Regions from separate parts of the Sus scrofa genome. Here all the other regions are linked to region 1. A link is a contact called in public HiChIP or PLAC-seq data. All regions are on one chromosome and are shown on one strand. Each heading gives the region's core, a stretch centred on a gene start, on an enhancer-like site or on the middle of the called end of the contact. The rest is flanking DNA. Distances are from core to core; before and after follow the strand shown.

Region 1 (3,929 bases), core at 1,039-3,538:
CTTTTTAGGGCCGTAGCCACTGCATATGAAGGTTTCCAGGCCAGGGATCAAATCAGAGCTGTAACCACTGGCCTACACCACAGCCATAGCAACTTAGGATTCAAGCCAAGTCTTCATCCTACACCACAGCTCACAGAAACTCCAGATCCTTAACCCACTGAGCAAAGCCAGGAATCAAACCTGCGTCCTCATGGATACCAGTATGTTTGTTTCCCCTGAGCCACAACGGGAACTCCTGCTTATCCATTCTAAATGTAATAGTTTGCATTTGGGTTTAGTACATTTTGCCAGCTCTTGATACATGTATACCTAGGCCAGCGCAGAGAAGCCACAGCACTCAAGGTCAGATTCCATGGTCCAGAACTTAGTTACATGGCACTCTTCTGCACAAGAGAATACAGGAGAGTCTTCCTCCTGGGCTGCTGTGCATTCAACAATCCTGGAAAAGGAGGGCAGTGACTGGCCACCTCTACCACACTCTCCCTTTTGTGACGGTGCGGTGCATCCTTAAGTATTGGCACAGAGAAGGAACAAAATACCTAACTGTTAAACGAACAAATAAACAAATGAATGGATGAAATCCTTAAAAGAATGCTAATTTAGGAACAGATATGGGGGAGTTCCTGTTGTGGCACAGTGGAAATGAATCTGACTAGTATCCATGAGGATACCAATTCGATCCCTGGCCTCATGCAGTGGGTCAGGGATCTGGCATTGTCGTGAGCTGTGGGGTAGGCCACAGACTCGGCTCAGATCCTGCGTTGCTATGGCTGTGGCATAGGTTTGCAGCTGTAGCTGCAATTTGACTCCTAGCCTGGTAATGTCCATATGCTGAATGTAGCCCTAAAAAGCAGAAATATGTATGTATGTATATATGTGTGTGTGTGTGTGTGTGTGTGTGTGTGTGTATGGACAGATTGCTAGAATGTTTATGGTTCATTTTTTCCTATCAATTTCTCAAAAGTGAAATTTAAGTTTAACTAGATAAATAAGTTGATGTAGAAATTGTATATTTGACTAAGTGAAGTCAGAAAGGGAAAGACAAATACCATATGATATCACTTATATTGTGGAATCTAAAATATGGCACAAATGAACCTATCTACAAAACAGAAACAGACCCACAGACATAGAGAACAGACTTGTGGTTGCCAAGGGGGAGAGGGGAGGGACGGTATAGCCTGGGAGTTTGGAGTTAGTAGAGGCAAACTATTATGTTTAGATTGGATAAGCAATGAGGTCCACTGTACAGCATGGGGAGCTATAGCCAGCCTCTTGGGATAGACCATGATGGAAGATACTGTAAGAAAGGGAATATATATATATATATATATATATATATATATATATATATATGACTGGGTCACTTTTCTGTACAGTGGAAATTGGCACAACATTATAAATCAACTATACTTTAATTTTTTTAAAAAAAGAAAGAAATTGTACATTTGTATGTCAGAGTCAGAATAGCAATGTAAATACCCCATTGATGACTCCATCATATTTTTCCCCAGCATTTCCCACACGCATGTGGTCATGGAACACTTTTGTTAGAGAATATCCACTAACAAGTCATGAGACATTCATGAAAATTATCTCCTGCCTAAAATCTTAGCAGAAAAATAGAATGTAACCATTCATCTTCTCAGGTAAGACCTTAAAGAAATCAGTTTACACATACACAAAATATATAGAGATTTTTAGAGCAGCAACACATAGAGAAATTACTGCATGACACTGTAATGGTGGACACATGTCATTATACACTTGTCCAAACCCATTGTATGTACAACACCAAGAGTAAACTGCAAGATAGACTATGGACTTTGGGTGATTATGATGGAGGTTCATTAATTGTGACAGGCGTAGCCCTTAGGTGTGGAGTGTTGATAATGGAGGAGGCTATGCATGTAGCAGGGGGATGGAGGCTTGGTATATGGGAAGTCCCTGTACATCCTGCTCAGTTTTGTTGTGCAGTCAACTTCCCTAAAACATAAAATCTATTTTTTCAAAAAGCAACAGAAGAGAAGTCTTTTCAGAGCACACTGATAATAGTTCCGTGGTACCTTCCCATGGCTGTGAAGAACTGGACAGATTGACCTGATTGCGTGGCAGCGTCCTCTCCACAATGATTTCCCAATAATCACAGAAGGTTAGAAATGGCAGGGACCTTCAATGTCATCGAAGCCATCCATCTGCCCTCCGATCCTGATGTCACTGCAGGACTGAGAGGAAACAACCTCAGAACGAAACCTCATGACATGATCTCATTGGTACCTGCGGTCTGGATAACATCACTTCACTTTAAGTAAACACTGAAAAGGGAAGATCATCCAGACAGACAATCTCAGATGCACTATATATGGGGACGAGGGGATTGGAAGCAGTAGTCCAGGCAATCTGGCATTTGTTTGGAAAACACATCTGGAAATTGAAATGTGCTTGATGCATTCAGCGTATGCCCAGAGGTCTTTGAGGAAGCGTGCTCATAAAGAAGATGGGACTGTGTTAGCAACTGTGATTGATGCTGCTTTCATGCTGCAGCTCTTGCTCAAAAAGGAAGTTAGTCCAGTTCCCTTTTAAACAGTTTCTCAGCAGCAGGTGGCCACAAACCACTCAGAAAGCCAGTTTCGAGACAACATGAAGGAGTTGTCTCGAAATTCCACTGTTTGGTAATGATTCTCCATTCAACCATTAAAGGGTATGAGAGTGAGGGCAGAGAGGGTAGAGTTTTAGTCGGTAATAGTCTCTTGGAGTTATAAAAGTCCACAAAGAGCCTGGGTCATTTCTCCCATTTCAAAGAAATGTTATAAAATGCTTGTACTAATTAAAAACTCAGTGTTGGAAACCTCTTGTAAGTAGCATGATTTGGGGGGAGAGGGTTGAGGAGGAAGTCAACTGAAAACGGTTTGGAGCAATGTATTGGCTAAATATGTAACTTTTCCACCATAGATTTCATTTTTCCACTAATGAGTTCTTTTTCTTCTCTACATTTAGTCTGGAAAACTTCCAGACTGGGAGATTTTTTTTTCCAAATTCTGGTGTTTGTTTTCGTTGAACTAAGTTGATTGACAACACTATGTTAGTTTCAGGCATACAGCAAAGTGATTCAGATATATATGTACATATATGTGTATATAAGTATGTGTCTACACATATGATTTATCAGATTCTTTTCTATTATAGGTTACTACAAGACACTGAATACAGTTCCCTGTGCTACACAGTAGGTCCTTGTGTTTATCTAGTTTATATATAGCAGTGTGTGTCTATTAATCCCACACTCATTTATCCCCTCCCTCTTTCCCCTTTGGTAACCACAAGTTTATTTTCTGTGACCACTAATGAATTTTGAGTCTCCAGAAAGTAAAAAAAGACTATTTCTCCATTTGTCTGAGCAGGAATCCATTTTAACGAAGTTAAGTCCGGAGCCTGAAAGAAACTAGACAATACTAGAACATAATCGTGCTCATTTTAAAAGAAAAAGAAAAGAGAGCCAGGTTAATGTTGAAGACGGTAAATACAAATGAAAAATGTGTCACTCGATGTATTACTAAAAGGATGGATATATTTTCAAATGCGACTCATTCCATTGAAACAGGAAGGGGGTGAAGAGCAGAAGAACACGAGCATCTGACGAGGCAGTTAACCTAACTCAGCGAGAGAGCTCTGCTCCTGGCAGGGGAGGAGGGTACCCTCCTCCGGGTGGGGGCGCGGGGCTGGACCAGCTCACTCCAGCCAGTGGCCTGTGGAGAGAGAGTCATGGAAACGCGCGCGCGCACACGCACACGCGCACCAGCCAGAGAGTGCGAAAGAGAGAGGGGCTGCACCAACCCCTTTGGGACCAAGGCAGCTGAAGACATCGCTCAGAAAGAAAGAAATCGAGAAAAAAAATGGGGAGAGTCGGGGGATGGTTCTTAGACACTTCC
Region 2 (3,929 bases), core at 670-3,169, 850 kb before region 1:
GGGACATTGGGTCTTGCCTACAGACAGTTTCCGTTGTCATGTCTTGAAGCGATAGCGCCACTGGCATCTAGTGGGTGGGGATGGGGACACGGCTATACCTCCTGCCACGCACAGGCCCCCTCAACAAAGCATGAGTGAGGGGCAGAATCAGAGCTGCAGCTGCCTGTCTATGTCACAGCCACAGCAATGCCAGATCCAAGCCCCATCTATGACCTACACCACAGCTCGTGGAAAGGCTGGATCCTTAACTCACTGAGCAGGGCCAGGGATTGAACCTGTGTCCTCATGGATATGTGTTGGGTTCATTTCCTCTAAGCACAACGGGAGCTCCACCTGCGTTTCTCAGAACTGAGATCTCAGGCTCTGCCTCTTAGTTTTACTGGGAGTAGAAGCTCGTGGTGCCAAGGCACACATGGCCCAAGTAGGGACCCGGAGTCAGCCCTAGGCTCCTTCCATCCACCCCACACCTCACCCACTCATCAGCCATTTACTACCAGCAGCAAGATGAGCCAGTCCTCAAGGGTGCATTAGATGCTCATGCTCGACCACAGGAAGGATGGGATTGGGGTTCACATTTTGGATTTGGTTTACCATACTGTGTAAACAGGAAATGGGAAAATCAAGCAGAATGGAGTCTAAGGGAAAAAGGCAAGCCAAATAGAAAGGAAAGGTTCTATGATGGGTAGAAGCCACCTGAGGGTTCTGTGCCAGGCCCCCCTCAGGCTAGTACGCAAGGTGGTGTCATCACAGTCACACTGCACAGATGCGAAAGGGATGCCAGAGAGGGGAGGTCTTCTCCCCAAGGTGACTCTGCAGGAGCAGAGCTGGCCTTTGCGCAGGGGCTCTGCCCTGGTCACAGGAGGCGAGTGGGTAAGGCAGAGAGCATCCGCTCCCCCTGGGCTCTGCTGTACAAGCTGTGTGGTCCAGAGGCAGGCTGGCTTGCTTTCTTTCTTTCTTTCTTTCTTTCTTTCTTTCTTTCTTTCTTTCTTTCTTTCTTTCTTTCTTTCTTTCTTTCAAGGGCTGCACCTGCAGCATATGGATGTTCCCAGGCTAGGGGTCAAATTGGAGCTGCAGCTGCTGGCCTACACCACAGCCACAGCAATGCCAGATCTGAGCCGCATCTGTGACCTATGCCGATGCAGCTCAAGGCAACATCAGATCCTTAACCCACTGAGCAAGGCCAGGGGTCGAACCCATGTCCTGGACACTAGTCAGGTTCGTTACTGCTGAGCCACAAGGGGGAACTCCCCTGGTGGCCTTCTTAACTCATCTTTGCTTCATGCTCCTTTTAAAATTTTAATTAAATGAGGCTTCCGGGGTGTACTTTTCTCACAAAGCTTTTGATGAAAAGAAATGATGGCAGGGACATGCCTCTGGGAGAACGTTAGATGTTTTCAGTATTTACAAACGTCAACATAACTTTAATTACCGAACTGACACGAAGACCAGACCTTTCCTTCTACGAGCCTGGGACAGAGGCACTGTGCCCCCACTGTGCGCTCCCTGTCACTTGCCCTGGATGTTTCCAGAACCCATCACAGGGCCTAGGCCACAGGAGTTTTCCAGGCTCATGTGAGGCCACAGGGGTCAAAGTCCCTGTCTGATTTCGACTCCTTCAGGCTCTGCGGTCTTTATAGAAAAGCAGCTGAGAGAGGAGGCTGTTTTGAAACTCCAGCTGCTTCTGTGGAAATGACCAGTTGGATTCTACACTGACCCGGTGGGGGTGAAATCAGAGCACAAAATGGCAAAAAGCCCTGGCCTCAGGGGAAGCCCACTGTGGGCGTGTCAGCATGGGCCTGGGGCCAGGCCTCCCCAGAAAGAACCAAATAAAGCCTGAGTAAAGTTCAAGTGGAGCTGGGGTCCAGGGAGGAGAAGGAAGCCCGGGGTGGGGGCACTGTAGAAGGAAGAGAGAGATTGGAGAGATAGAGCCTGCAGAAGTGGGGCTAGGGTGGCCAGGCCCTGGGTGTATGCAGACGGCACTCACTAAGCATAAGAAGGGCATTTTCTGAGTCATAAGAGTTTCCCCAGCTATCATCTTCAGTTTACACTACAGAGTTTTTATTTCCCTGTCAGATGCACACAAGGAAAGCAAGTCTTTTGAGCTAACACAGAATCCCCTTTCCAAAGGAGCTTTATTAGTTTATTATTACTTTTTATTGCGAAGAATAATTAGCACGAGCGCCTTTTAATTTGTTCCCATTAAGATGTTTGCATAACAACAATTAGAGGCTGGCGGGGCTCCCTGCTTCTAGGCAAACAGGGGACTCTCCCTGGCTGGGAGCTGGCTTCCAGGGGGGGAAATGTAATTAATTACTGCGTCCTTTGCCACGTGGAGCCCAGGGAGAAAGGGAAGGAACTTTCTGCGCCTCTGTGGTAACTCACTGTAGACTAATCAGATGAAAAATGCCTTTTATACAAATAAGGTTAAAGAGGAAAAAAAGAAAACCTCAAACCCACCTACTTGAGAAAAGGATTTATAATGATGTCAGAAGGCTGGTGACGGGGACTTTCGAAATTACAGATGTTTCTGCAGAAGGATCGAGAGAATTATCCTCAAAGGTCCACCAGTGAGTGGGTCTCTGGCTTCGCAACTGGGACCTGTGGTGTGGGAGGGTCCAGGTTACAGTGGGGAGAGGGGGTTGTGTGTGTGTGGGGGGTATGTGGCCACTTTTGTTGTCACAGCTGAATCAGCTGCTTCTGGGTAGAATTTTTATCCCAGCCACAGGAGTACCTGGATGTGAGGGTTTGCTGGGAGCTCCACTGAAAACCCTGGCCAGGGTCGAGGTGCTGACAGGCTGGCTCCCAGGAGCTTGCTGGCTTCCTAAAGGATGGACTTGGGTATGAGGTCCCTAATTTGGGGGTGGGTCCTTCTCTGGGTTTTCTGTACTTGGATCCCAGGACATGGACTGGGATGGGGCAAGAGAGGCACCCAGGACATAGAATTTAAGTTGGTGCTGTCTCTCCAAGTTATGCAAGTTCAGGGTCAGCCTTATATGACCCCAAGAGTGAGCACTTCTTTAAGGTTTCTTAAGGAAGCACATTGCTGAATCAAACCAGTCTTATCTCAGATGGACAAATTTGATGAGTTGGCTGGAAAGAAAGACTTAGGCATGGTCTCCCCAAACTCCCACCTCCCAGCCAGCATCTCATCATCATCTTGGGAACAGGTGATTTTGATGTTCATTTCAGTTTGAGCTCTGCTGGCTTGGAGAACATCTTTTGTAGACAATCCTGGAACCACCAGAATGTCTCCCTTGGGGGCAGCTCTGATGGGTAGGGGCTATGAGCATGAAATTAGTGAGCCGGGGAGGCATCAATACCAACAGTGGGGACCTAAAGCCACCGGAAGCCTCCAGAGGATGCATTGCAGTCCAAGAAATGGACTTGACAGTGGACAGTGGCCCCAGCTTGAGGTCACCCAAGGATCAGCCCCACACAGCATCGCCTGCTGATCACAGGGACCTTGGCAAGTCTCTAGCTCCATAAAGCTCAGCTCTCTAGCAGGTCAAACTGAAAGAGCAGCATCCATTCTCTGCCTTGCCAGCAGAAGGTGGGGGCTGCAGAGTGCATCCGCCATTTGGACCTGGGTCCCTCATTTACCAGCAGCCCAACCTCAGGCAGCTGTCCTAATCTCTATATGCCACATTCCCCTCAATCAATAGGATTAGTCATGAGATTAGCTGCTCACAGGTTTGTGTGAAGAATTTAATGAGGTAACACCAGAAAAAGTCTGGAGCAGGTCCAGTGTGGCACATAGTATATGCTCAATAAACACTACCTGTTGCCATGGTCAGTTTTAATATTCCTGAGCTTAGCCCTCTACCAAAGAGGGCTAAGGCCATTTCTGCACCCCTCTCTGGCGAGGCGAAGAGACCAGGTTCTTTATCCTACTATGTGCTCGTTCCTGGCACCGCTATGGGGCCATGTTC
Region 3 (3,929 bases), core at 720-3,219, 710 kb before region 1:
GAGGAAAGATGAAGTAGAGGTACACTGGGAAGAAGCCATGTGAACATGGAGGCAGAGACTGGAGTGTTCCTGCCACAGACCCAGAAACTAGAGGCTGGAAGAGGAGAGGAAGACTCCATCCCCAGAAATTTCAGAGAGAGTATGACGATACCAATGCCTTGAGTTTAGACTTCCAGATTCCAGGACTGTGAAAGAGCTAAACTTTCTTTTTTTCTAAGCCACCAAGCTTGTGGTACTTTGTCACTGCAGCCCTAGGAAATCCACATGCCCATTTATTCAGAAAATCCTGCTAGAATGAAAATGTTTGAAAAAAATTTATTACTGGGAGAGGACTTTGAATTCAGCTCTGAGGATTTTTTTCCAGTAGATTATTGTCAGAATTTTTTCTTGAACTATTTTAAGTAAGACTGTGCAACAGGCTTGGCCATATCCATTGAGAACTATTGATCTAGAACATTCTAAGCAGGTCTAGGCCCTTCTTCCCTCTGGACTTGCATCGAGGAGCAGAATGGAGACATAAGGCCATGGCCTCTCTGGACCATGTCTCCTCTGGAGCAGCCAGTTCTGCTTGCCCTTAAGGACCAGAAAGAGTAAGGCCTGGGTGTTCATCCCTCAAGAGAACTTCTAGACTCTTCATGTTAACAGAAGGGTGTCCAGAACAAAGCCCTAGGAAACACAGTGGAGATCTGTGCGTTGATATCAGGCAGATGTGCAGATTCCCTGATTAGATGTCCATCGTACTCAGCTTGCTGGGTCTACAGGTCCAGGTAGACTTTGGTAATGAATGGCCCGTCTGCCTCCTGAGACCAACATGATGGGACCTGAGAAGAATGCTGCTTATTCTCAAGGTCCTCTCCTCATGCCCAACGGTCATTATCCCTGTCCCTGTGCCCTGCTCTCTGCAACTTGGGATGACCTCTGTGGGCACAACTGCATTCCTGGGCTGCCTTGCCTTTGGCAGGAGATTGCAGGAAGAAGGGAGAGGTCAAAGTGTTTCTTTTCTCTTCCCTCTTTACCTGCCTTGCGGGGGTTCCACTGGGGACCAGGTTGCCTGGCTACAGCTCCTGTTGGTGGCTGCTCTCCTGCAGCTCTAGAGCTCAGCACCACCCTTTCGGTAGCTAGTTGATAGTCCCTACATCCTTCACTGTCCCTTAAGACTTGCCCAAGAGTTTCTATACCTGTACAGAGTTCCTTTCATTAAATTCTCCCTAATTTCCACAATTTAAGAGCCAGCCATCCTTTTCCTTCCAGGAGTTAAATGGCTATGGGAAGCACCAAGAAATATTAGCAAATATTTGTTATCGTTATTGTTTTATTCTTGCTCCTGCCAAGAATAAAAGATGCAGTGAGGACCTGGAGCCTATCTTTACCTGTGAAAACCACACAGGATAAGCCTTTTTTAGTCTGTGTACCATCTTCATGGAAATCATAACTCCAAAAGAGCCTGAGAATTCTGAGAACACCTTGCTTTGTTCTATGCCTTTTATTTTTTAAAGAGTTTATATCTACTGGAGGAATGCTTGCAACTTCTTCTGGGACAAATCATAGAGATGCTATTAGCGCCTCTCCCATTTCTCATGCTTTTGCCCAAGGACATCTCAATGGCACGTGCACAACTTACACCCCATTCTTGTGGCTTTTCAGCCAGCTCTCTTTTCCACTGAGCTGGGAGGACTCCGTTATGGAGTTTCTTTTCTTCCTCCTACAACTTTTCTTTGGCAGATTCCCGAAGCAGAGAATCCAACAAAAACTCCCTGATTACAATGCAATGTACCAGCTCATGTTGTAAAAGGTCACTCCACTTCATGGCATCCTGTGACACACACACAAAATCAGCTTAGTCAGAGGCATGTGCCATCTGACTAACGATAGGACTTGAATTGGGCATTGTGCAGTGTAGCTGTAGCAGGTGGCCCTGTCACTCTACGGTACCCCGTGTCAAATGAGCAATGCCCAGTGGTGCCAAGAAACCTCATGAGTGAGTACAGAAAAATCTCCAGTGTCAGCCTGATGCAAGTGCTCTCTGCACACGGTACACACTCAGTGCCCAATAACAAGACCATGTCCAAAGCCAAATGGAACTTCAACAGCAAAGCAGAAGCTGCAAAAGCCAAATGGGGGAAGCACAGTGTGCCAGTTTAACTTCCTTGAAATTGCTGGTGCAGCCTCGGGAATCACAGAAAGATGGAGGAACCGTTGGCCGATGGAGGAAAAAACACTCAGTTAAAGAAAAGGCAAATAGAGACAAGTGCAGCAAGAGACAAATATGAGGTTCCTATTTATGAGTATTCTATACTCTAGGTAATGATGACTTGTCCCGAAGTTCCAACAGAGGTACAGATGTAAATCCTGAGTCAGTGTCTTTCGGAAAGCGTCATTGCATGCATAAATAAAAATGAAAAGAAAATTGGTTGCCTCTGAGTGGGTGGGGATTGACTGGCAATGAGCTTAAAAGAAATTTGTCTTGTTCTACATCTTGATAAGGGTTCATTATACATCTGTGTGCCTTTGTCAAAACTTTTAGAAGGATACATATAAGATTTCCTCATTTCACTGCAGGCAACTTTTTCCTAAAAATGTACATAAATAAATATTGAGCTCTTGCTAATGATATGCATAAGGAAATGCTTACAGATGAAGTGCATTGATGTCTGCAACTTGCTTTAAAATGCCTCAGAAGTCATATGGACTGATGGATAGAAAGATGAAAAGTTAGATAGATACATAAAGCAAATACAGCAAACTGTTAGTTGTAGAATCTAGACTGTGGGTATGAGTATTTTCTATAAATTGCTTCCAATGTTTTGTATGTTTGAAAGTTTCAGTTAAAAAATGCTGGGGAGGAGTTCCTGTCGTGGCTCAGTGGTTAACGAATCTGACTAGGAACCATAAGGTTGCGGGTTTAGTCCCTGCCCTTGCTCAGTGGGTTAACGATCCAGTGTTGCCGTGAGCTGTGGTGTAGGTTGCAGACGCGGCTCGGATCCCGCGTTGCTGTGGCTCTGGTGTAGGCTGGCGGCTACAACTCCGATTCGACCCCTAGCCTGGGAAACTCCATATGCCGCAGGAGCGGCCCAAGAAATAGCAAAAAGATAAATAAATAAATAAATAAATAAATAAATAAATAAATAAAATTTAAAAAAAATAAAAAATGCTGGAAAAAAAAAATGAAAAGAAATAGAAAGGAAAAATTCCAGGGCTTCTCAAGGAGTTGAGGATATTTTACAAAGGTGACATCATGCTGTCAAATTATTAAAATAATTGCTTTTAGAAATGCATACCTCATAGGATGAGACACAGGTAAAACTCAAAGTAAAATTGAATTCTCCCAAACTGAATCTGGCTATAAAAAGCCGTCCCTAGGGTGATGAATAGGGATTTATGTGGGAAGATACATGAGTGTGGCAAGATTGCAAGAGATGTGTGATTTTGAAGAGAACCTTCCTTCTTTTCTTTCTCTCTTTCTCTCTTTCTCTCTCTCTCTCTCTCTCTTTCTCTCTTTCTCTTTCTTATCCAGCAATGCTGGATCCACGCTGCATCTGTGACCCATGCCACAGCTGTTGCAATGCCAGATCCTTGACCCACTGAGCGAGGACAGAGCTCAAGGATTCACAACTTCAGGGATACTACTTGGGTTCGTAACCTGCTGATCCACACAGGAACTCCAGAAGAGGCTATTTCTTAAAAAGCACTTTAAGGCTGAAGATTGACTCAGTCCCTCCCCCTGGCACTCCCACTCCATTGTTTTATCCCCAGTCACTAACTTCATGGAGGTCACAGGTAGTCTAGAGGTGTGATCCACTCATGGGCTATGGGCAAAAATTACATATACTCATCCACTCAGCTCCTTAAGAACACAGTTAAAAATCCGAGCCCTTCAGAACTTCCACTTTTGTACAAGTCTACTGTTTGATTCTTTGCCAGTTTGACAT
Region 4 (3,929 bases), core at 662-3,161, 630 kb before region 1:
TGTACAGTAGAGAAAAAAATTGTATTGGGGAAGTAACAAGAAAAAAATGAAGGAGTGATGAGAAGAGAATTTGCTGCTATGGAGAATAATAACAGGACAGAAACAACAGAAACAAAGTGATAAATTCTAAAAGCTGTTTATGTCTCTGTGACTCTTCTTATCCCCCACCTTTTTTTAACTCCATTGATACCCTGATACCTTGTTTCATTTTCATTTTTCCAGTTGTGGCATCTTCAGTTGGCCTTTGATACCATGTGAACAAAGGAGTTCAGCTCAAGCCAACAAAAACTTCTTCATACTACTGTCTCTGCTTTCCCAACTCCTCTTTCCAGCCTGCCTTCCAGTAGTATGGATTCAAAGCACGCTAACTCCCATCTCCTCTCCCACTTGCTCTTAATGAGTAATATGCTCTTCTGCCAAGAAAAGATGACACTCCTTGTCATCCCTCCAGCTCCTGTGGTCAAAATTAATTAATTCAACCAATATTTATTAAGCATTACCATGAGTTAGACAGAGGGTAAGCAATGAAACTCCCTGCACCCACCACACCCATAGTCCTCTCTAAAAATACAGAAAGAACAATTATTCTCCTTTGAACTTAGAATATGTATTCTCAAAGGACCTTAGCTGAAAAAAACTGCTGAATTCATTTCAAACTATTCACTTTAAAATTGTTTAATCCATTAAAGTACCTACCAAGCTATACCATTTGATTGTCATTTATTTTACTGAAGTCTACTCAGTGAAAATATTTTATTCTCAGGAAAGAAAATTAATTCATTTTTTAATTCTGTTTTCAGCCTGGTCTGAAACTATCAGAATCAGCTTTGGGGTTCAGTCACAAAGAGGAACTTCATAATAGTGCATTCAAATAGCCAAATCAGATTTTTCTACCAAATAAGTGCAATGGAAGCAAGCTCTCATCTAAATGTGGAAACTATGATCTCATGCCAGAATTTTAGGGAAATGAACTTTATGTCTAGTGACCCTTAATATCAGGAATTATTATTCCTCATTTGTTAAATTTCTACCTGTAAAGAACAAATCTAAGATATCTGTCTTAATAGAGTTTTTAGAAAATAATTTGGAAAAAAACAAAAATAGAAATAGGTCTTGTGTAAAGATTGTGATATTTCAAGTGATCATGGTTTTTTTTCTCTAAATATGTCTTTATTATTCTTTCATATCATTTTTGTAGTTTTTATTGAAATACAGTTAATTTACAAGGTTGTGTTAGTTTCAAGTGTACAGCAAAATGATTCAGGTATATAGATAGATATAAATATATTAAAATAAATATATATGTTCTTTTTCAGGTTATTTTCCATTATAGGTAATCATGCCATATTTTATAATGCAAAAACACCCAAGAGCTTTAACATATTTTTATATATTTCCTCCTGTGTTAAGGAAAAAGTATAAGCTCACAAAATATGAACATGCCTGATTTCTCGTATGTTTTTTGGTTTGTTTTTATTGTTGCTCAGTTCAGTACATTTAAAACTATCATAATATTTTGTAGAAAAGTGTTTCTACATGAATGAACTCTTTCTGAAATCCCCTAAATCTTACATTGGCCAAAGCTAGATTTACTGGCATAAAGAGTCCTCAGCTTCCTGCTTCTGACCCATAATTTTATATGTGAAAGTCATCGTCAAAGCTTGCAAGGCAAGTTGTGTTGAGCATTTCCAGATACCAAACCTCCCCTCTGTGATTTCAAAAAGTCAACAGCTGCTCAGCCTGTTCTTCCCATCACTGTTCTTGATTGCGTTAGAAAAAAAAAAAAATCCATCTCTAAAAAAATTGTGAAAACTGAGAACAGAAAAGCAACCAGTGGCAACTGAGAGGCACTATGCTGTTATCATCCTCAGCTCATTTTCTTGGGCTTTTGCCCAATGGGACTGAATTCTCTTCACAGCAAGGGATGGTTTCAGCTGACCTGCTGTGAATGTCCCAAGTGAGTCACTGCCGTTAACTCCATCAACGCCATTTGCTGTCCACTTGGACATTTCTGAACAGCTGCTGGGCTCCAGTGCCAACTTCTAACTGGAAATATGGCTGGTCTGACTCAGTTTCAGAAGGGACAAGAGGGAAGGAGGGAGGAGGGGAGGGGGGAGAGAGAAAACACACATGCCTCCTCCTCTCAAAAAAGACTGACAACTCTGTTTTTTTCCATTGATTATGGTGGAAAAACTTTTTGAAGAAGTGAGAATACTAAACTCAGTTTGTCACATCTCCCTATTTTGTCTCATTATTTTATTCATGAAGTTGGGTTGGGATTTTATATTGAAGTTATGCGTTGATGTGGAAATTTGCAACCCATAACATGTCACCCCATTTCCACTTTTTTTTTAGCCATATTCATCTTATTTTCCAAACGCAAAAGTGAATATTTCCTTTACTCTAAAAATATTTTTCATAAAATTGAAAATCCATTTTGAATCAATCAACAACTTTTTTTGGAGCATTTGCTAGAACAGGCTTCTGGACTAGACATTAACGAGGATTCTGAGAAATATCAGACATGATCCTTGGATTCAAGAATTTGTAATAAAATGAAGAGAAAAGGCCTGTTGAAATAGATGGTCCAGGAACAATATGAGGGAGTTTGCGTAAAAGTGCCAGATGCCTGGTAGAGCTACCAGGGGCTGCAAGAACTCAGAGCAAGTCTCTGGGCTGGTGGTTTTAAATCTGGGATGATGGTAACTGATACTAACAACTGAAATTAAATTAACTTTATAAACATGGACTCTGTCATAGCTGGGCATGCAGCCTAAGTGTCTAAGTTAAAGGCTGAAATATGCTCACATGACCTCAGCATTTTATTTCAGGGGACGTCTTTGATTTATATGTGCATTGTTGTGTGTGCAAACACACATGAACATTTTTTAAAAACTCTTATATTACCAGAGACACTGAGGAAGTGACAGAATACTTGTTCTCTTGTGGACATTTATCTACTATTTTGTGGGAAGTGAACAAACATCAGTCAGGTCTCCGGGACTTACTAAGAGTTATAAAATTGATTAATAGGGTTAAAAGGGTGCTTTCATTTTTTTTTTTTAGCATTTTGATAACTTTATTTTTTTATTTAATGATTTTTATTTTTTTTCCATTATACCTGGTTTACAGGGTTTTTTAAATTTTCTTCTGTCCAGCAAGGTGACCCAGTCACATATACACATATACATTCCTTTTTCTCACATTATCATGCTCCATCATAAGTGACTAGCCATTCCTTTTTCTCACATTATCGTGTGCCATCATAAGTGACTAGCTATAGTTCCCAGTGCTATACAGCAGGATCTCATTGCTTATCCACTCCAATAATTTACATATATTAACTCCAAATTCCCAGTCCATCCCATTCCCTTGGCAACCAGAAGTCTGTTCCCCATGTCCATGATTTTCTTTTCTGTGGAAAAGTTCATTTGTGCCATATATTAGATTCCAGGTATAAGTGACATCATATGGTATTTGTCTTTCTCTTTCTGACTTACTTCACTCAGGATGAGAGTCTCTAGTTCCATCCATGTTGCTGCAAATGGCATTATTTTGTTCTTTTTTAGGGCTGAGTAGTATTCCACTGAGTATATCTACCACATCTACCACATCTTCTTAATCCAGTCATCTGTTGATGGACATTTAGGTTGTTTCCAGGTCTATTTTGAAAGCTCCCTATACCCCACTATTTTAATTTCTGAAAAGGAGATTTCAGAGGAGACCACAGACAGGCTAATTCTGACCTTCTTTTATGATGATGATGTAACTATAGACTTACAGACTTTGCAACCTAATTTTAGCACTTAACAAATATTTACCCTGAGTGGTAAATATAGAAACTGAGAAATTTACCTCTCATTATGTTATTTATGCCAATTCATTGTAGATTTGGGTTGAAAAAAGCTTGTTCTCCAAATGCTAGGATA

What was found. HiChIP or PLAC-seq counts read pairs in DNA pulled down with a chosen protein or histone mark.
Region 2: an H3K27ac HiChIP or PLAC-seq map of alveolar macrophages shows a contact between it and region 1. The contact joins two enhancer-like sites. A contact is called at or near these places in 1 of 47 Hi-C or Micro-C datasets (embryonic fibroblasts) and 1 of 2 datasets of contacts at active chromatin or transcription factors (alveolar macrophages).
Region 3: an H3K27ac HiChIP or PLAC-seq map of alveolar macrophages shows a contact between it and region 1. The contact joins two enhancer-like sites. A contact is called at or near these places in 1 of 47 Hi-C or Micro-C datasets (embryonic fibroblasts) and 1 of 2 datasets of contacts at active chromatin or transcription factors (alveolar macrophages).
Region 4: an H3K27ac HiChIP or PLAC-seq map of alveolar macrophages shows a contact between it and region 1. The contact joins two enhancer-like sites. A contact is called at or near these places in 1 of 47 Hi-C or Micro-C datasets (embryonic fibroblasts) and 1 of 2 datasets of contacts at active chromatin or transcription factors (alveolar macrophages).

The regions. Positions count from the first base shown.
Region 1 is chr13:199,462,908-199,466,836 of Sscrofa11.1, forward strand. No RefSeq gene overlaps it. Among named protein-coding and RNA genes, the nearest start is that of SETD4, 130 kb to the right of the region's middle. Within about 2 kb of position 2,289, at least 12 of the 83 cell types and tissues checked have an H3K27ac peak or open chromatin away from gene starts, as enhancers often do. A contact at or near this core is called in alveolar macrophages, where this site is marked.
Region 2 is chr13:198,617,647-198,621,575 of Sscrofa11.1, forward strand. All of the region lies in intron 1 of RUNX1 (runt related transcription factor 1), which reads right to left. Among named protein-coding and RNA genes, the nearest start is that of RUNX1, 16 kb to the right of the region's middle. Within about 2 kb of position 1,920, at least 24 of the 83 cell types and tissues checked have an H3K27ac peak or open chromatin away from gene starts, as enhancers often do. A contact at or near this core is called in alveolar macrophages, where this site is marked.
Region 3 is chr13:198,753,207-198,757,135 of Sscrofa11.1, forward strand. No RefSeq gene overlaps it. Among named protein-coding and RNA genes, the nearest start is that of RUNX1, 120 kb to the left of the region's middle. Within about 2 kb of position 1,970, at least 10 of the 83 cell types and tissues checked have an H3K27ac peak or open chromatin away from gene starts, as enhancers often do. A contact at or near this core is called in alveolar macrophages, where this site is marked.
Region 4 is chr13:198,832,735-198,836,663 of Sscrofa11.1, forward strand. The region is part of intron 1 of LOC106505851 (a long non-coding RNA gene); the gene reads left to right. Among named protein-coding and RNA genes, the nearest start is that of RUNX1, 200 kb to the left of the region's middle. Within about 2 kb of position 1,912, at least 19 of the 83 cell types and tissues checked have an H3K27ac peak or open chromatin away from gene starts, as enhancers often do. A contact at or near this core is called in alveolar macrophages, where this site is marked.